2 separate regions of the Rattus norvegicus genome follow, and region 1 is linked to region 2. Evidence: chromatin contacts called from public HiChIP or PLAC-seq data. All regions are on one chromosome and are shown on one strand. The core of a region is the stretch at or near the end of the contact, and the rest is flanking DNA. Distances in the headings are between cores, read along the strand shown. Region 1 holds the start of Psmg3 (proteasome assembly chaperone 3). Region 2 holds the start of Eif3b (eukaryotic translation initiation factor 3, subunit B).

Region 1 (2,700 bases), core at 9-2,508, 590 kb after region 2:
CATCGCCTACATGACAGCCCATAACTGTCTATAACTCCAATTCTAGGGAGTCCAGCGCCCTCTCCTGGCCGCTGTGGGTACTGCATGCACGCGGCATTACAGGAAGGCAAAAATACTCATGTAAATAAATAAGAAAACAAACAAATACTGTCTAATTCTTTTAAGTATCCTGCAAGATGAGCAATAATTAATATAAATGAGACTTGTTCCTCAATACCCAAAAGAAAGAAAGAAAATGAAGGAAAGAGGGAAGGAGAAAAAAGATTAAATGAGGGCTGGAGGGCTGGAGAGATGGCTCAGTAGTTAAGAGCACTGAATCCTCTTCCAGAGATCCTGAGTTCGGTTCCCAGCAACCACATGGTGGCTCACAACCATCTATAATGGGATCTGATGCCCTCTTCTGGTGTGTCTGAAGACAGCTACAGTGCACTCACAGACATAAAATAAATCTCTTTTTAGAAAAATGAGGGTTGGTGAATGCTTGCTTAGCTTACATAAATTCCCGGATGTTATCCTCATACCGAGTAACCATGCGTGTGGTGCATTCCAGTCATCTCTGTACTCAGAAGGTGGAAGGAGGAGAATCAGAAGTTCAAGATTGGGGTTGGGGATTTAGCTCAGTGGTAGAGCGCTTGCCTAGGAAGCGCAAGACCCTGGGTTCGGTCCCCAGCTCCGAAAAAAAAGAACCAAAAAAAAAAAAAAGTTCAAGATTTTTCTCAATCAACCTAGGATACTTGCGACTCAAAATAAATAAGAGGAGAGGAAGGGAGGAGGAGGGGGACGAGGAGGAGGAGGAGGAGGAGGAGGAGGAGGAGGAGGAGGAGGAGGAGGAGGAGGAGGAGGAGGAGGAGGAGGAGGAGGAGGAGAACCCAGAACTCGGGAGGGGCAGGCCTCCCTCTGAGTTAGAGGCCATCCTGGTTGACATTGTGAGTTCCAGGACAGCCAGGGCTACGCAGAGATACCATGACTAAAAAAGGCAAAATGGACAGACAGACAAAATAAGTTACTATAAAGTGTTCCTTAGCCAAAGCCAGGTACACACCAAGTGAAAATAAATATTAATTCTTATTGCCATCCCAGTCCACAGCTAGGACACAAAGTCCCCTACATTGGGGTTCAAGCACCGCCCACGAGGTCCTGAAGCTCGACAGGCACATTGTCCCTTTAACACGAAGCTTGGACTTCTCCTTTGCAGCGCGGAACGGAAGGCTCTGGGACTGCGAGGATCCAGGGACCTTAGGCTCAACGGACCGGAACCGGAAGTTCTCGCCAGCGCTTCTGCCAAGCCAGAGCTAGCTGAGTTGCTCACTGAGACATCTTTCTGGCACTGCTAGTGTGGTGAGCGCTGGTTGCTGAGGGTTTTGGTCCCAATTGCTGTCAGTAGTGATCCAGCCATTCCCCAGTCCAGTGCGGCCGGGGTTCCCCGGTGAGCTCGGCGGTTTCCCTCATCCCTCGTATCTAGAAGTGGAAGACCGCTAGTCATGGGAATGGCCATAATTGCAAGCAGCGCGGCGGAACAAAGAATCCTAACAAAAGCCTCATGAGCATGCGCACACTTGCTTTTGAGTTGGGGCGTGGTATTGATAATAGGGTCTCTCCGGTGTAGTTCAGGCTGGCCTCGAAGTCGGGATTCTCCAGCCTCAGCCTCCCTTGTGCTGGGATGACAGACATGTGCCACCATTTGCAGCTTGAAATGGGTTGTTCAACGTTTCTGCTTTGGAGCTCCAGGTTATATCAGACTCTGATCGCTTCATCCCTCTTTTTCTTTTCTTTTAAAACTAAAGCCTCCATTGAAGAACGGAGCCATGGAAGACAAACCACTGGTAGTATCTAAACAGAAGACAGAGGTGGTATGCGGTGTGCCCACCCAGGTGGTCTGCACGGCCTTCAGCAGCCACATCCTGGTTGTGGTGACCCAATTCGGGAAGATGGGTACGTTAGTCTCCTTGGAGCCCAGCAATGTAGCCAATGACATCAGCAAACCAGTGCTCACCACAAAAGTCCTTCTCGGGCAGGACGAGGTAATGGAGTTGAATCTTTTTTTCTGGTGTCATTTGTCCCATTTGACACCCATAGGGATATGGGGTGTCTGGTAGGCACACTTCCACACACACCCAAGGTATGGTATGCACAGTGAGCATTTTTCAGGATCTTTCTGATCTGAGGTGTCCCGGCTAGCCCGAGCCATGCTTCTCGCAGCGCGTCAGCATTTTACTGAGCACTCGGGGAGGTATTGATTTTTAGGACACAGCCATCTCCTCAGTTTGACCCTGTCTGATGGCGTGTTTATGTCTGCTTCTTGAGTCTTGGCAGCAGCCCCTTCGGAGTCTGTCTCGATTAGCGTTAACCAGAGAGATGGTAGGCAGAGGCACCAAGGAGAAATCTTAATGATGCCTCGTGGGCAGTTCGCTGTGTCTGCTCCGTGCAGTCCACTTGGCACTCTGAGTCACTGCTGTCTTAGCTTAGGGGATTTAGGGGAAAGCATGAGAAGCTGGTCTGGGTCCCTTAAGGAAAGCATCAGAAAAATACAGTGTCTGACCTGGGTGTGGCTATACATACCTTGTCATCCTCTCAGGAAGGAGGCCGCAGCAGAACTGCAAGTTTGTGGTCAGACTGAGTATACAGTGAGCTTGAGGCCAGCTAGGGATAGACCCTGCTTCCCCCCACCCTCCCCCACCCCCAAAAAAGAAGAAAAGAAAA
Region 2 (2,700 bases), core at 48-2,547:
CAACTATATCGAGGCACTACATTTTCATGGAATATCATTGGTAGTTCAAAAGCAATTGATTGGGGGTACATGTCTTTTCGCACCACGAAAACTGAGACAGAAGAACCAAGAGTTAAATTTCAGCCTGATCTGAGTGAGGCCCTGTCTCATATTTAAAAAAAAAAAAAGAGTGGTGTTCTTAGGCCCTCGCCTCTTGGTTATTTGCCACAACAACACATGAATGAACTGGTTCGTACGCTTTCAGCATGAAATTGAAACAGCAGAGGAACACATGCTATCAACTTGTCAGAAAACATTTTAAGAATCTAGCTCCTGAGAAGGTAGGCAGAAACAATGCCTTAAAAAAACCGCCAGTCACCATAGAAGAAAACAAAGTAAGTTGCAAAACCAACAACATGAAAAGCAATGTACAACACAAGAATGGTCCAGGGTACCGACCTAAGAAAGAGATGAGCAGGCGGTAATGTGGTTGGGTCCGAAGTCAATGCCTTACTATGGAAACCATTGGGAATGCACTTCTAACAAGGGGGAAGGCACCAGGCTCTACACACGACCTGTCCCTCCCGTTCGGCCCTCTGAAGAGTCCAGCTGACCAACACTGGAAACCTTGGCCGGGAAAATGGAATAACCCCCAGATATTCCAGGTCGTTCTGCCCTTCCACTAACCCCGAGACGCCCGGTCTTCTCGGAGAAACAGACTCCCCAAATGATCCCCCTTACAGTAGAGGAAACAGAGGGTCGTTGCAGCCCGGAGACCTCGCGCTCTCGACGACTTAAGTGGATACCCTCACCATGGACATAATCACGACTCACAGCCCTTACCTTCCTCGCTCACGTCGTCTACGAAATCCTCGGGGTCGCTGAAGGAGGGCTCATCTGCCTCTCCGTTCTCCAGAGCCCGCGGCTCCGCCTCGGCCGCGCTCCCATCGGACCCGCCCTCCTCCTCCGCTCTAGCCGAGGGGTGCCTGGCCTGCTCTCCGCCGGCCTCCGCCTTCCCGGGAGCAGAGGGCTCCTGCGCCGACTGCGGCGTGGGCGAGGCGGCCGGACTCGCCGCCGTTTCCTCTTCGGATTGGGCCGCCGGCTTGGCCCTCACCTCGGGCTCCGGTCTGGCCTCGGCGTCTTCCTCGGCGTCTTCCGTCCGCCCCACTTCGGACCCGCCAGACCCTGCCGCCTCGTCCGTCGGCGGTGACTCGGAGACCGGCTGCTGCCTCGCGGGCTCGGCCCGCTCCTCGGCCGCCTCGGGCGCCGCCACGTTCTCAGCGTCCTGCATGGGCCCGCGCTGCTCCTCACCCGGCTCGGCCGCCCTGCTTCCGACTCCCAGAAATCACCGCGCGCCGCTAGCGCGGAGCCACGTGCGTGCAGCGAGTGGGTCATACCAAGATGTAGCTCAGGGTAGACACCCACACCTTCATTTCTCACGACCAGCCCGAGAAAACTCAGATATGCATAAAAACATTTCAAAACAACTATAATATTCATTTTCAAGACATATGAGTTTACGTGTAGCCCAAAAGAGTTTTTAAGGTAGCAAATAAATTCAAAAGGATATGTGGCTCCCCCATTCTGGGTAAGAAATAGTTGCGGCCAAGATGGCAGACGTCCCTCTGCCTCTCCCGGCGGGCGCTACGGGGAAGGACTGAACTACCTGGGGGAGCACCAAGTAGATTTTCGAGTGATTTTTAACACGCGGAACTGTATGAAAACAAAATATGTGACCATAAAATAATGCCAAGATAGCTGAAAGTTCCACACATGATTCTTTGTAAGTTTTGCTCTTAGTCAGACAGACTGCTTGACTGACATGACTGGCTTCCCTCCCCTGCAAGGGCTTTATTTTAAACCCGTCCACTGACGGGGCAAAAGAACGAAAGGTTCCAAAATTACACGAGGAGCTCGCCGACAGCCAGAGGCCGCCAACATACAGAAAAATGACTGCCTGCACAATGCAGAGTCGTGTGACGAGTGGCTTTAATCTCAATGGACATCCTCACCGTAGCGGCTCGCACGTTAGCCCGCGAGATGAAAGTCACTGTGGTTCAGTCCGCCGGTGACTGCTATCTTCACACGCGGGAGAACGCGATCACGTGGGCCAGCGTGGGGTGGGCGGAGCGGAGCCTTCGTGGAGCCACCTGGGGGACCCCAGGAGTGGTTGTTCGGAAACATAGCCAAAATTTTTGAAACCTCCAGCCCAAAACTGTCCCTTATGGGACGTTTCGAAAAGCTTAATAAGGACTAGTTGAGGGACTAAGAGCATAAGAACACTTTTGCTGACGACCAAGTTTGGCTGTCAGTACCCATATGGTGGCTTACAATCATCTCTTAACTCGAAAACTTTATTTTTATGCGTATGAGTGCTCTGCCTGTAAGTCTGTGCACCGTGTGTGCAGGCGGAGGCCGAAAGAGGGCATCGTATCACGCACAGGACTGGAATTACAGACACGTAGAACCTCCATGTGGATGCTGGAAATAGAACCCAGGCCCCTGTAGAAGAGTAGGCAGTGCTCTTAACAGTTGAACTATCTCTCCAGTCCCAGATCATTAATAAAAGCAAAACAAAAACGAGAAAAGAAATTTTTTTAAGGGACCAGTGAGTTGGCCCTGAAAACAAGACTTTGAATCCTAGCACTGGGGAGATTGAGGCAGAAAGATGAGTTCCTGTTAGCCTGTGCGATATAAAGACTAAACCAACAAAAACAGGGC

The links. HiChIP or PLAC-seq counts read pairs in DNA pulled down with a chosen protein or histone mark.
Region 1: a contact with region 2 is called in an H3K27ac HiChIP or PLAC-seq map of oligodendrocytes, with 7 times the contacts expected there. The contact joins the promoter of Psmg3 here to the promoter of Eif3b in region 2. A contact is called at or near these places in 3 of 12 Hi-C or Micro-C datasets (the Rat2 cell line, Schwann cells and frontal cortex) and 1 of 1 datasets of contacts at active chromatin or transcription factors (oligodendrocytes).

What each region holds. Positions count from the first base shown.
Region 1 is chr12:19,922,030-19,924,729 of GRCr8, forward strand. It overlaps Psmg3 (proteasome assembly chaperone 3), which reads left to right and starts at 1,259. Exons shown (of 3, transcript NM_001399013.1): 1 at 1,259-1,338; 2 at 1,785-2,021. The coding sequence starts at 1,806.
Region 2 is chr12:19,333,471-19,336,170 of GRCr8, forward strand. Eif3b (eukaryotic translation initiation factor 3, subunit B) reads right to left here and starts at 1,298. Exons shown (of 19, transcript NM_001031640.1): 1 at 823-1,298. The coding sequence starts at 1,270.